Linked DNA regions of Mus musculus: region 2 is linked to region 1. The links are chromatin contacts, called in public HiChIP or PLAC-seq maps. All regions are on one chromosome and are shown on one strand. Each heading gives the region's core, a stretch centred on a gene start, on an enhancer-like site or on the middle of the called end of the contact. The rest is flanking DNA. Distances are from core to core; before and after follow the strand shown.

What was found. HiChIP or PLAC-seq counts read pairs in DNA pulled down with a chosen protein or histone mark.
Region 2: a contact with region 1 is called in an H3K27ac HiChIP or PLAC-seq map of embryonic stem cells, with 21 read pairs. The contact joins the promoter of Slc2a3 here to the enhancer-like site in region 1. A contact is called at or near these places in 2 of 39 promoter capture datasets (embryonic stem cells and macrophages), 1 of 15 datasets of contacts at CTCF or cohesin (the NIH/3T3 cell line), 13 of 484 Hi-C or Micro-C datasets (ECoMG myeloid progenitors, the G1E-ER4 cell line, the HL-1 cell line and 8 more), 13 of 115 datasets of contacts at active chromatin or transcription factors (bone marrow-derived macrophages, embryonic forebrain, embryonic limb bud and 5 more) and 3 of 9 other capture datasets (adipose tissue, liver and pancreatic islet).

Annotation. Positions count from the first base shown.
Region 1 is chr6:122,685,563-122,692,731 of GRCm38.p6, reverse strand. No RefSeq gene overlaps it. Among named protein-coding and RNA genes, the nearest start is that of Nanog, 18 kb to the left of the region's middle. Within about 2 kb of position 2,386, at least 34 of the 459 cell types and tissues checked have an H3K27ac peak or open chromatin away from gene starts, as enhancers often do. A contact at or near this core is called in the HL-1 cell line, embryonic stem cells, pancreatic cancer cells and 1 more, where this site is marked.
Region 2 is chr6:122,739,821-122,746,781 of GRCm38.p6, reverse strand. Slc2a3 (solute carrier family 2 (facilitated glucose transporter), member 3) reads left to right here and starts at 4,037. Exons shown (of 10, transcript NM_011401.4): 1 at 4,037-4,406; 2 at 6,302-6,394; 3 at 6,789-6,949. The coding sequence starts at 4,392.

The DNA of each region.
Region 1 (7,169 bases), core at 1,137-3,636:
TTTAAGAGCACTGCTCTTTCAGGAGACAGTGGTTCAGTCATATTCCAACTATCTACATGGTAGTCTTCAATTGTACGTAATTCCAGCTCCAAGAGATATGACACCCTTCTCTGAGGACATCAGGCATCAGGCATATCCCTGGGCAAGCAGATACGTGTAGACAAAATTCTCATACACATAAAAATAAGTAAGTAAACCTTTTAGGGCTGGAGAGATGGCTCAGTGGTTAAGAGCACCGACTACTCTTCTGAAGGTCCTGAGTTCAAATCCCAGCAATCACATGGTGGCTCACAACCATCCGTAATGAGATCTGACACCCTCTTCTGGTGCATCTGAAGACAGCTACAGTGTACTTAGATATAATAAATAAATAAATAAATAAATAAATAAATAAATAAATAAATGAAAGTTTGTCCTCTGACCTCCACAAGCACACCATGGAACACATGCCCCCTCTTCAAACACATGCAAAATAAATGTAAAATTTGATTTAAAAAAACCTTTTAAGGCTGTGTATGGTGTGTATGTATGTGTGTGAAAGAGAGCAGAGAGAGAGAGAGTTCTCTACACATATTCTCTCTCTCTGCTCAATAGTGCATGAGCTCTACTGAGCTCATGTCATTGGGCTTCTTGGGGGAAATAGACTCTGTGAGCCACTTCACTGGTCTGTCACTTGTTTTCATGATAGCCATTCTGAAATGACATGTAAAATTGGTTTTAATTGCATTTCTCGGAGGGCTACAGATGTTGAACATTTAAATAAACATTTATTGGCCATTTGTATTTCTTTTGAAAACTATTGGGTCTGTTCCTTGACTAATTTACTGACTGACAGGTTTGTGTGTTTGTTTTCAACAGTCACAGCTCTCTATGTTCTAGGCAGTAACGTCATTTCTCAAGTATAGCTGGTAGCAAGGAGTTTCTCCCATTGTGTTTGCTGTTCTCTCTGTTCATTTTATGTAACCCATTTATCATTTTTTTTAAATGGAATTCTTTTTTATTATTATTTATATAAGTACACTGTTGCTGTCTTTAGACATACCAGAAGAGGGCATCAGATCTCATTACAGATGGTTGTGAGCCACCGTGTGATTGCTGGGAATTGAACTCAGGACCTCTGGAAGAGCAGTCGGTGCTCTTAACCGCTGAGCCATCTCTCCAGCCCCCATTTATCAATTTTAAAGCATATACTGTTATTTTTCTGTGTGGCTGGTTTGCCTCTATGTATACCATAATACCGGCTTCACGGGGGGCCAGAAGGTGTCACCAGATGCCCTGGAATTGGAATTATAATTAGTTATGTGCCCCATGTGCCTATAGGGAATTGAACAAAGGTCCTTTGGAAGAGCAGCCAGGGATTATTTATTTATTTTGGGTTTTGCTGGTTTTATCTTTCGTTTGCTTGTTTTGTTTTATTTTTGAGACAGGATCTCTCTACCCAGCCCCCGCTGTCTTGGAATTCATTGTGTAGAGCGGGTTGGCTGGAGCTGAGAGACCCACCTGTTTCTGATTTCTAAGTGCTGGGATTAAAGATGTGCACCACTACTCTGGCTCCTTTCTTTTCTCTCTTTCTTGTTTTCTTTTATAATTTTCATGGTTTTTCTTTCTTTCTTTTTCTTTCCTTCTTTTTTTTTCGAGACAGGGTTTCTCTGTGTAGCCCTGGCTGTCCTGGAACTCACTTTGTAGACCAGGCTGGCCTCAAACTCAAATTTACCTGCCTCTGCCTTGCAAGTGCTGGGATTAAAAGGCGTGCCCCAACATGCCAGAATTCATGGTTTTTCAAGACAGGGCTTTTCTGGCCAACCTGGAACTCTAGACCAGGATGGCCTGGAACTCAGAGTTCTGCTTGCCTCTGTTCCCCCATGCGCTGAAATTGAAGATATAAAACACCAAGCCTGCTGCCATGGCCGCTACTGTTGTTACTGCTGCTGTTTCTTCTTCTCTTTCTCCTCTTCTTTTTCTTCAATCACTATTCCAGTGTACATAGGTGTGGAGGTCAAAGGACACATAGGTGTGGAGGTCAAAGGACAATTTATGGAATTGGTAGTCTCAGATACCTTTACAGGGGTCTAGGGAATTGAACTCAGGCCAGCAAGCATATTTTTTATTTGTTTTGTTTTGTTTTTCCAAGACAGGGTTTCTCTGTATAGCCCTGACTGTCCTGTAACTCACTCTGTAGACCAGGCTGGCCTCGAACTCAGAAATCCGCTGCCTCTGCCTCCCAAGTGCTGGGATTAAAGGCGTGCACCACCACGCCCCGGCCCGGCCTTTTTTTTTTTTTAAGTTTTCATTCATGCATTTTATTTATGGTCAGCCTCTGACACATAAAACCTTGTTACAAACAAACAAAACAACATCAACAACAAAATTCCAATCCCCAACAACTCTAAACAAAGCACTCCAGGCAAAAGGTAACACCTTTCTTTTGGGAGTGTGCTTCCCACCTTGCCTACAGGGCATCTTTGACCTTAGGCAAAAATGCGTGTTTTTTCTTAATGGGTGTGGCTTCCAGGTCTGGGAGGAATATCAAGAAGGATTTACCAAACTCCAGCAAGCGTTGTTCTGGAATAGTCTAGGAGAATAAATAAGCTCATTAGTTATTCTGTAGGTATTAGGGCAGTAGTTTTTCACCCTTCCTAATGCTGTGACACATTGTGGTGATCCTCCCCCAACCATAAAATTATCCTATTCCTAATTCATAACTGTATTTTTTCTACTGTTATGAACGGTAAGGTAAATATCTGATATGCAGGATTTCAACCCACAGGCTGTACCAGACCTGATTATAGATGGTAGTGAGTCACACTATGTGGTCGCTGGGAATTATACTCAGGACCTCTGGAAGAGCAGCCAGTGCTCTTAACCTCTGAGTCATCTCTCCAGCCCTGAAGAACATAGTTTTGAAGCCGAGTGATGAAGATGGGGTGGGGGTGGGGTCATGGAAAAAAGACTCTAATACCTGTGTTAATTTTTTTGTCTGGACCCAATGATGTGGGATAGACTAAAATAAAAGATGCTGACCCTGATGACGTTGTATTTAAATACACACAGGGGCTGGGACAGAACTCAAGTTTAGGGGTTCTCGGGCTGGAGAGATGACTCAGCACTGACTGCTCTTTGGAAGGTCTTGAGTTCAAATACCAGCAACCACATGAAAGCTCACAACCGTCTGTACAGCTACAGTATACTCATATACATAAAATAAATAAATACATCTTTTAAAAAAACAGTTGAGGGGTTCCCAACAAGCATGGGTGAGGTCCTAGGTCTGATCATTAGCAATGCTATTATATTCAAAATATTTCAGGGCACCTCAGTCTTGATGCAAGCGTTTGGGCCGGTGAGATGCTCAGTGGGTAAGCATGCGTGCTGCACACAGCCTAAGGACCTGAATTTGATCCTCTGGACCCATGTGGTGGAAGGCGAGAACTGACTCCAGCCATCTCCCCACACAGGACACCACCACCTCCAACAAATGATTAGATAATCATTTTTAAAAAGAGAGAGAAAGAAGGTGTTCAAGGCAAAGGCTCATAGATGAAAAAGGGAATTCTGGCTCTTTATCTGTGGATTCAGATACACGGGAAACTGAGGCAGGAGGATCAGCTAAGCCTGGGAATTCAAGCCAGTCTAGGCAAAATGGTGTAGGTATCTGCTCTCTCCTCCTGCCATATGGGTCATGGGGGTAACGTTGGAAACTCCAGCCCTAAGGGAATATGATGCCCTCATCTGTGTTCTACAGGCAGTGCACACATGTGGTGTACTGACATACATGTAGGCAGAGTATTATATATATATAAAGTAAATGAGTAACTCTTAAAATTTTTCTATGCATTCACAGCAGTTCCAATCAAATCTTAAAGTAGGTTTTAGAAAATGTGACAGCGTGAGCCAACAAGATGGCTCATTAGGAAAAGTCAATTGCCACTAAGGCAGACAGCCTGAGTGAGTTCTACCCGCCATGACCCATACGGCATGGTGGCATGTATAAGCCTCTACGAACAATTTAAAATATTAAATTTTGTGCTGGGTAGTGATGGCATACACTGTTAATCCTAGCACTTGGGTGGTAAAGGCAGATGGATTTTTCGGAGTTTCAGCCTGGTCTACGTAGTAAGTTCCAGGAGAGACAGAGACCCAGTCTTGAAAAAGAAAACCCAAAATAACAAAATAAATAAACAAAACAAAATAATAACATTAACAACAACAACAACAATAGTTTTAGGAAAGATTTAGTGTGGTGACATATGCCTTCATTTTCAGCAGACAGATCTTTTTGTGTTTGATGCCAGCCTGGTCTATATACTGAGTTTCAGCCCAGCTAGATATACAAGGTGAGACTTTGTTTCACAAAAAACAAAAAAAAAAAAAGAAAAGCAAAAATTATACTTGTTTGAGTAATTCAGAAGATTGGACAAACCTTGACTGAGGCGCGTCAGCGACTATACCACGGGCTGGAATTTTGGGAAGGTTGAGAACAGTATCTAACTAAAAGATTAGTTACTTCAGCCATCTCGTTTGTTTGGTTTGAAAGGAGCCTGCTTCCTAAGGGTGGTCAGCCCCTTGACTGAATGACTGATTCAGTTCAACTGGTATGTCACTTTTTTTTTCTTTACGTGCTCACATGGTAGTTTTCCTATTCTAACACTGCCAAAGAGACTGGGCGTTTTGCACAGCTCCTTGTGAGCCTGTAACAGAGCTGAAGAAGACAGAAGGAAATAGCCTGAGAGCCAAGATAGAGACCTGGGAGTCTGAGATTCCTGGATGCTTAAATAAGAAGAAGTACATTTTGGTCATAAGAGGTTAAAGGGCAGTGAGTTCCGGATCTATTTAGCCTGGCTAGAGGGGCTTATCTGCGTGAGCTATGAAAATACCACCACCCAGCTGGGAAGAACTCTGTTGGCTGCCCTATCAGAGGACCCAGATTTGGTTCCTAGAGCCCACATGGCAGCGTAAAACTGTAACTCGTTCCAGAGGATCCTCTTGCCCTCCACAGACACTGCATGCATGTGATACATAGATGAGAATACAGACAAAACTCCCATACGCATAAAAAGATTTTTTTTTTTTTTACAGAAATCACAATAGAATACTCTGCTCTCTATATAAGATATTATCAAGTCTCCCTTTGGGAGCTTTACGAACTATATAGAGAATGAAGCAGAACTGGCTGTCTACAGATGCACAAGCAAGCTGCACACCGAATAAAACAGAGCCATCGCCACTCTAGTTGGTCATTTCTTTGTTTTGTTTTTTTGGTTTTTGGTTTTTCGAGACAGGGTTTCTCTGTATAGCCCTGACTGTCCTGGAACTCACGCTTTCGACCAGGCTGGCCTCGAACTCAGAAATCCGCCTGCCTCTGCCTCCCGAGTGCTGGGATTAAAGGCGTGCGCCACCACGCCCGGCTGGTCATTTCTTTATTGATTTTACCTTACATAAGAATCAACGTTTGTGCATTATGAAAACTTCCCACCCACACAAAGGTAAAAACTGAGGTTTCTTTGTACCCTTAGATCCAGTTGTTTTTTTTTGTTTTTTTTTTAAAGTATAGCTTCCATTTTATTTTTCCAAGGTGTTTTTCCTTCCGCTTTTATGAAGCCACCTCTTTACATGGCCTTTGGTAGAGGTTGTGGTTCAGCGCTAGCAGTTCTAAATCCTGGTGGGGGTGTTCCATCCTTCCGGGCTTCACGAGACCGATTCCTGACGACCTTGCTATGAATGGCACAGCTCACCAGTAAAGCAGCCTGACATGGAACTTGGGAAGCACGTGAGCCTTGAAGATGCTTGCTTCAGATGTGTCCCTGACAGCAGAGGCTTCTACGATGTTCCGAATGACGAGCTTCTCAAAGGCCTTATCCTTGGGTGTGGCACCGGGCTCAGTTCAAGCAGTGAATTGGCCGCTCCTGCTCCCGCTCCCGCTCCTCCTGTCCTGGTTTGGTTTGGTTTGGTTTGGTTTGGTTTGGTTTGGTTTGGTTTGGTTTTATGTATGTATGTATGTATGTATGTATGTATGTATGTATGTATGTATGTATTTGTTTTGTAGTTCTTGGGACTAGAACTGAGGGCCTCATAGATTATGCTAGGCTAGGCGAGTATTCTGTCGTCCCCAGCCCTGACCTGTTGCTGTTAAGCATCTAAGTTTGTTTCTTCCTGATCAGGAACATAAGGAGGAGCTGACAGTTTTTACGATCAATGACTTGAGATCAAGAAGTTTCAAGAAAGGTGTTAGCATCTACAGCCTCCCTGCTAAGTCTCTGTTCCTGGCTGCTGCTGGTAGTCTTATAGTCTTAAAAATGTCGTATTTAAAGTAGTTTATGGCAATTTGGAGTTATTATGTCAGAAATGTCATTGGGAAAAATACTGTTCTGTAGCTGAGAAACTGTACACAGACTGGCAGGGACTCTGCTGACTGGCTGGTGCCGGTGTTGGCAGAGGGGTACTGAGCACTGTCCAGGTGTGGAACTCAGCATCTGTCATCAGGAGCTGAGGTGTTTTAGTGCAAGGCATCGAAGGTTCCTCCTCTCTGCCAGATCTTCAGTGTCCTCTTTGTGATGCTCAGTGCACTGGGGACTACGGATCCATACATTGCCTGGATGTGCTCTTGAAATGCCAAATCTTTTAAATTCAGACTCCGTTTTAGAGAACCTGAGCTAAGTTTAAATTCAGGTAAACCAACAGGCTGGCACCCCCAACAAAACCCAAGCCTAGCTCCAGTCTCTAGGCTAATCCCCAACAAGAGCAGAGTTTCCAGGTTATTCCCCCAAGACCAGTGTCTCCAGGCTATTCCTCCAACCAACCTGTACCCCCAGGCTACAAGCCCCCACCCGCTGCCTAACAACCGCCAATGCAGAGGGGAGCAGAAATTAAGTTTATGCTATGACTCCCAACACGAGCCAATTGTGTTAAAGGCCACGGTGACTTTCCAATTAGATGCTTGCACATGTACTCCCAGCTTGCTGCTTACTATAAAGCCATGCCCTGATAGGCATTCAGGGCTCCACCACCACCAAAACCATCCTGTGTGATGGTGGTGCGTTGGGGGACGGGGTGGGGTGGGGGGTGGGGTAAGCCTGCTGTGAGTTGCATCAGATCAGCACCTATCTATCTTTTCGGGGATCACTAACATTTCCCTGGCACAGCACACTAACCTGACGTCAGTAACTGTACTT
Region 2 (6,961 bases), core at 2,788-5,287, 52 kb before region 1:
TAATCCACCCAGAGCCAGGATTGAAAGCATATGCCTGCCTGACTGTTAAGAGCCTGAAAAGAGGTTTAGGGGCTTGTGAAATGGCTCAGAGAATAAGTCACTTGCTTCCAAGTCTGGTAACAGAGTTCAATTCCTGGGGTCACATAGAAGAAAGGGAAGAGAACAGGCTCCCAAAAGTTATTCTCTGATCCATGAATGATGTGTGTGTATGTGTGTGCGCGCTGAGGCCTTACAACTTAAAGGTTTTACTTCCCTTTAGCATGGCTGTGCTGGACCTGGATTCTAGCACAGGAATCTTTGGAGAACACACTTATCCATCCATGGCATACAGTAGCAAAATGTGCAGAACTCCAGGGCACTCTTGATTGGTTTTGGTGTTCTCTATAGGTTTCTCCTAGTATGACAATCACAGTGAATTATTTACCTATGGGGTGACACACTCACGTGGGTGGTGTGTTTGTGTGTGCTCGAACTCAGGTCACTGAGTTCAAAACTACAGTTTCATTTTAAAAGAGGATTTCAGGCTGAAAATACAGCTCAGGATATTCAAAAGGACCTATGTTCAGTAACCAATGTATGGGAGTGGGGGGGAAGAAATGAAAAGAAAAACGATATTTCGCTGGGCAGTGGTGGCGCACACCTTTAATCCCGGCTCTTGGGAGGCAGAAACAGGCAGATTTCTGAGTTCGAGGCCAGCCTGGTCTACAGAGTTAGTTCCAGGACAGCCAAGGGTACATAGAGAAACCCTGTCTCGAAAACAAAAACAAAAAAGAAAGAAAAAAGAAAAAAAGAAAAAGGATATTTCACCTCAATACCCAAAAATTGACTCTTCCATCAGAGGCACACTGTAAGTAAGATGCACATTGGATTCTGAAGGCCTGGTGCAAAAATATCAAAATAGATTATTAGTCATTTATGTTGGTTAGATGTTAATATGAGAACTTTGAGGCCTGAGACTGGTATGGTCAGCCCCAGACTGAATCCCCTGCACTGCAAAGAGAAGAAGAGAGTGAAGTGAAACAGAGAACTTGGGACATGTCAGATGGGATAAATATAATATAATAAAATTAACGTGTGTGCGTTAGGTTTTGTTGTTGTTGTTGCTGTTGTTAGCGCTGCTGGAATGTTTTAAACTGTGGCCCACGCGCCTGTAGTCAAAGGTGCTTTGAACCCAGGGCTTATTAAGGAGGCACCACTGAAGATCTGTGAGTAGATTGCTGTGCTTTGAATTTTAACTTAGGGTCAACACTACTTTGGAATTTGTTCCTGGAGACTTTGGGATACGCAAGATCTGCCACAGTGATGAGAAGCTGGGGGCTGGAATCCGGTTTTCAGGACCGGCAGCAGTAATGAATGGTTTAAAGGCAGTGTCAACAGGAGAAGCGGCATTTCTCAGATTTTTCCTTTCTTCACCCCAGGGCTGCTGCTGCTGCTTCTTTTTTTTTTTTTTAAACCGTGTTTTCAGATTCAAAGTGAATTATGGGGACACCTCACCTGGTAGGGAAAGATTAAAATCAGACACACGAAACCATGCAGGTTGCTGTTTGTGGGGACTGATAGAAATGTAAAGCACGGGGTCTGGGCAGTCCTTACAACTGGCTCTGCTTGCGTTTTCCCAGGCCGGGGGCACTGTGCTGAGTTTAAAATCTTGAGTGCTCTTTTGTAGGATCCCTTGTCCTTCTGCTTAGTTGTCACACTAGCAAACCTCAACAGGCTAACAGCAGGAGACCAGATTGGGGCTCCAATTGTGCAGGTGTGTGCATTGGGAACTGGTATCCCAGGCTATTGTTCTTGTTCCCTCTCTCCTAAGCACACCTACTTTGCTCTTAGCTCCCAACTGGGTACTTTTACTAAAGTCCCCTTCGTGCTTCTCCCTCTTTGATATCCAGCAAAGATAGAAGAACTCTCAAGCAATCTAAGGACACGTAGTAGATAGGTGTTGTTACTGCATCTCAGCCATGAGGCTGTTGAGTGCTTTGTCCCTCAAGGTTGGTCACCCTCACTGGGACTTGGACTTTTCGGTCAATTGGCAACCACTCCCACAGAGCACTGAGGACCCCAGGGAACCCGGCACAGGAATTCCTACAATGTACCGAGTTCCCCAGGGAACCCTTCACATGCACTCCCACAGTGCACTGAGGACCCCAGGCAATCTCTAACAGCTAGTCAGCAGCTGGTCTGTGTTGCTCGAGATGAGGACTGTCTGTCTTGGACTCTGCTGCTAAGCCCACAGTAGCATGAGGCCTTGTGGCTTAAGCATCAGACGAGCTTCTGCTTTGAAGAGCATTTGTCTCAATTTGTTTAGCACTTTTTAGATTCTTGGGAATTCAGCTAAATTCCAGCTGTAATCTTTAAAAAACATACATTGCTGCAAGCATAATTTTCTCTGTTTCAGAGCTAATCTTAGGCTTTGGAGCATCTGTCTTTCCCAGATCACTAGCCCACTTCCACCCTCCCGAGTGCCTTAAAGAAAAAAAGAAAAGGAAAAGAAAAAAAGAAAAACACCTTTATATTTTATGCATTATGGGTGTTTTGCCTACGTGTATGTCTGTGCACCAAGTGTTGTACAGCACCTGGAAGGCTGGAAGGGAACCTGGTCTACAAAGCAAGTTCGAGTATAGCCAGGGCCACACAGAGAAACCCTGTTTCCAAAACAAAACAAAACAAAACAACAAAAAGAGGACAACTTTGTGGACTTGGTTTTCTCCTGACACCATGTGTGGGTCGTGGGGATGAAACTCAGGTCTCCAGACTTGGCAGCAAGTGCCTTTACCTGCTAAGCCATCTTGACAACCTTCATTATTTCTAATGTGGCTACAGGAAAATGGAATGTTGCACCAAGTGGCTTGGATTCTCTTTCTACTGGCAGGCACTGGCCTTTGGGCTTTACTATTTCTTTAGCTGCTAGATTCAGTTGCTGTGGTAATTAAACGGCGCTTCCGACTCAGTGCTTCTAGGAAAGAAAAATGACGAGAGCAAGGGGGTGCAACCTCGGGGATGATTTTCTTGCGCGGTCCGGTTCACTCCACCTCAGTTTTCTCAGCAAGCATCCGATTTGGCAAAGACCCTCCTTTAAGGAGAAAGGGACCAGGTTTGCTTCAGTTCAGTCCATCAGTCTAGATCTCTGCCCAGAAAGCTAGGGACTGAAGATGCCTTTCCTTCCTCGAGCCTATACCAAATCACTCTTCAGGGGAGGGGTCGCCTTCCCTCCCCCGCACCGGGAGTCAGAGCCTAGAGCCTCAGTGTCACACGTTTATCACGTGCTCAGCTGCTTCACTCTGGAGCTCACCTGAAATGTGCCTGCCTCCTGCAGGCCATCGCAGGCCTCTCTGTAAGCTCTCCTTTCGCGTACCCAACTTTTTAGGTTTCTTTCAGTGTGGTAGTGAAGTACTTGTCTCAAGTTTGTCTTTCGAGAGACACACAATCCCTAGGTAATAGTATGTTAGCAAACGTTTCTTATATGAGAATCAGTTACCCTAGACTGATTGTTCTGGGGGTTTAACCTAGAGCCGCGGCAAGTGCTATACCACTGCGAGACACCTCCACCCCAGCTCTTAATTTTTTCTTCCCGCTTGAGAGCTATGCACTCAGCAAAAATCTGTAAGTTGAATTAGATATTTGTTGTGTTTCTAGATGCTGTTAATCTCAAAACAGAGCTGAGAGAGGCAGAATTCACAATGGGTGGGGTGGCGTATGCTGTGGTGAGGAATTGGGGCTGTGTACTTCACTTGATCCTTCTTGGAGCCTCAAGTCAAGAAGGCTGCCTTCACACCTGGATGCGTTTTCTTGGACTGCCTCGCCTTTCCCTCCTTCAAGGCGAGTACACCCAGCCTATAATGAAAACGCATTATCAATTCTCTGCTTCCTGCTCCTTGGATGACTTTCAACTAAAAGCAGCACTGACTCTACTCTGCGTTTAGACTGATTCCATCCCGACTGCCTTCAAATTTGCCCGCCCTCCAAACTTTGTTTTAGTATTTTTTTCTGTGAAACAAAAAGGCTGTCGGCTCTTGAAAAGGGGAAGGAATTTGGAAGCGCTTTGAGGGGAAAAAAAAAAGAACCACGAGGAGGATGTGGTAAAAAGCAGGAGGGGGTGGGTGATGGTGGTTGATTGCAAAGGACAGGGGCTGGGGGTGGAGCGGTGAAGATCAGATAAGAGGTCACTGAATTCCTGGGGTCACAGGTTAAGGATTGGGGGGTGGGAGGTTGAAGGCTCCACCCCTTGCAGAGATTATAAATAGGTAGGCTGGGCTTCGGGCTGTGATGCTTTCGGTGATAGTCCTTAAGCCTTCTGAGAGCGGCTTCTGTAGGACCCGAGGAACACTTGCTGCCGAGAACATTGGCTGGATACCTCTAGATCTACCTTAAGACTTGAGAACTAGGTTGGGACCATGGGGACAACGAAGGTAAGAGCTGGTTGTTTTTATTTGCTTGTTTGGGGTCCTCACGGAGGTAGGTCGTGGTGCGGATCGCCGTGCTCCGGTTTCTCCTAAGTCACCGAGCCATCCGGACGGAGGCCTTTTCTTATCAGCTCCAGCAAGCAATTCGATACTAGTGTTAGCGTTCTAGGCATCTCCTACCTGACGAGGATCCTCTCGGACACCTTCTTAGCACGTGAAAGTCACCTCAGAAGCTGTTTGCCTCTCGGGTGTGTTTGAGGTAGCTGTGATGAGAGCGAAGAGGGTAGGACTTGGCCGCGGGGGTCTCGGAGCCAGCTGGAAGGCTTGGGAAAGGCTTAGACCTTGAGAGGACGTGGGGTTGGCTTGGGTTTGCTGTTCAGCATCCCGCTATCGGTCCTTGGGTTCCCGGTACTGTGGGGAGGGAAGTCCAGTTGTCCTTACTATGGTTGTGAGTGCAGGATGTATCGGAGTTAGTGTGGGCGGAGGGAGGAAGGCAGTATTTGTAAGGAAAAGGGCATTTCCACGAAGATTAACTTGGAAATTAAGTAAATTAAGAGACCGTGAAAAAAAAATCAGGATAAAAGAGGGGATGTCTGTAAAGAGGGTTTTACAACAAGGAAAGGGCCTTCGCCTGGAAGGGACAGCACTTAACCACCGAGAGACTGGGAGGCTGCCGGGAAGGTCAGCTCGCTGCTAGACGCTCCCAGCCTGCCACCGGGAGTGACCTTAAGAGGAACTTAAGGACAGGTGAAGAGGTTGTAGCAGGCCAAATAGGTCGGCCTCAGACTCCAGTTTTGAGATGTCCCTGCCTGCTTGAGTGATTTCCCAGCAAGGTGAGGAGATGTCTGCCTGATCCCCCCTTGCTAAAAATGGCTCCTAATAATGTGTTTAAAATGAGCAGAGGCTCTGGCCAGCTGGGCGGAGAATGGTACCATATTTAGAGAACAGGAAGACTCTCAAGAGGGCCCAGGATGTTGCTGGTGGGTTGGGTAGTCTAGAGATAAGAAAAATAAAAATCTGAGCATAGCACCTCGCACCTGTGACTCCAAACCTGAGAGGCTGAAGCAGGAGAAGTGAGGAGCTGACTTGAGGTTAGCTTGGAGTACAGAGCGTGGGACCTCCTCTCAAAGAGAGGAAGAGGAGATGAGAGAGAAACAGGTGGTGGGAGAGGAGAAAAAGGAATTCACACGGTTAGTTCCGGTGCTTGGGGGTCGGGGGGGGGGTGGTGCGGGGGGAGAAGGGGGTCACCTGCCATCTACCATGCTGGTGTGGCTGCTCCTTCCTGCTCCTGTTCTGGCCTCTACAGTCTGTGAGGCGTGGTGGACCCACATGGAGTCTGGTTCTGCCCTCTATGCTTTGAGGGGTTTGGGTCTGTTATGTTTTATGTTTTGAGACAAGATCTCACTGTAAGCCTGGACTAGCCATGAACTCACCGATAGTATTCCACAACCCTGCATTCACCGTTCCCTAGGGCAGTCAGATACCTGTGTCTATCTGGTGACGTTTTTGGTTGCCTTTTCTTTTTGAGAAATTTAGTTCAGGCGGACTTTGAACTCAGGATCCTAGGGTTCTAGGATTACAGTTGTTCACCACCCTAGTCCGGCTGGTGAAATGGTCTTGTTTTTGCTTTTCGGTTTTTTTTTTTTTTTGTTTTTGTTTTTTGAGACAGGGTCTCACTGTGTAGCCTGGCTGGCCTGGTACTAGCTATGTAGATGAGGCCAAGAGAATTGACTTAAATTCCTTTTTAGGTCTTTCTCTCCAAATGCGCCTGAAATCCTGGCATTCTAAGCAAAGGCAGGAGAAATGCCTTAAGATGGACTCCAAGCAGGCATCCTTGGGAAGGGAAAGAATGTCACTGGTCAAAGTGTGTAAGCATTTCCCCTTGTCTGCTTGCTCTCCAGGTGACCCCATCTCTGGTGTTCGCCGTGACTGTTGCCACGATCGGCTCTTTCCAGTTTGGCTACAACACTGGAGTCATCAATGCACCTGAGACAGTGAGTGTGCCGAAATGAAAAGGGATTGCAAACTGAGTTTTAAGTAGGACTGGGACTTTAAGATGCCTGGCTAAGGTGGGGGAGGGCTAGCACACTGTGGAAGAAGCTAAGGCAAGCTCTTTGCTCCTCAGGCTCTGCCCCCTCACCGAGTTGTGATCCTTTTCCTATATTATTCTTTAGGGATTCCTAAGAACGTGGGAAGTCGTGACTGGGTGGGGTGCCCCTTTGAACATCTGTGCTGCCACCTACTGGACGTTTAGGGTGATGCCCTTTTCAAAGCACGTGCCTTTCCTCCCTCCTGATCCTGGCCTCTAAGGAAGCCACCCTAGGATTTGCCTACTACTCTCATCGAGATTTAATGGTCTGTCCTCACACTGTGCATTTTTTCGTGCAGATCCTAAAGGACTTTCTTAACTACACTTTGGAAGAGCGGTTAGAAGACCTACCAAGTGAGGGACTGCTGACTGCCCTCTGGTCCTTATGTGTGGCCATCTTCTCTGTTGGTGGCATGATTGGCTCTTTTTCTGTTGGACTCTTTGTCAACCGCTTTGGCAGGTACTGAGCAGA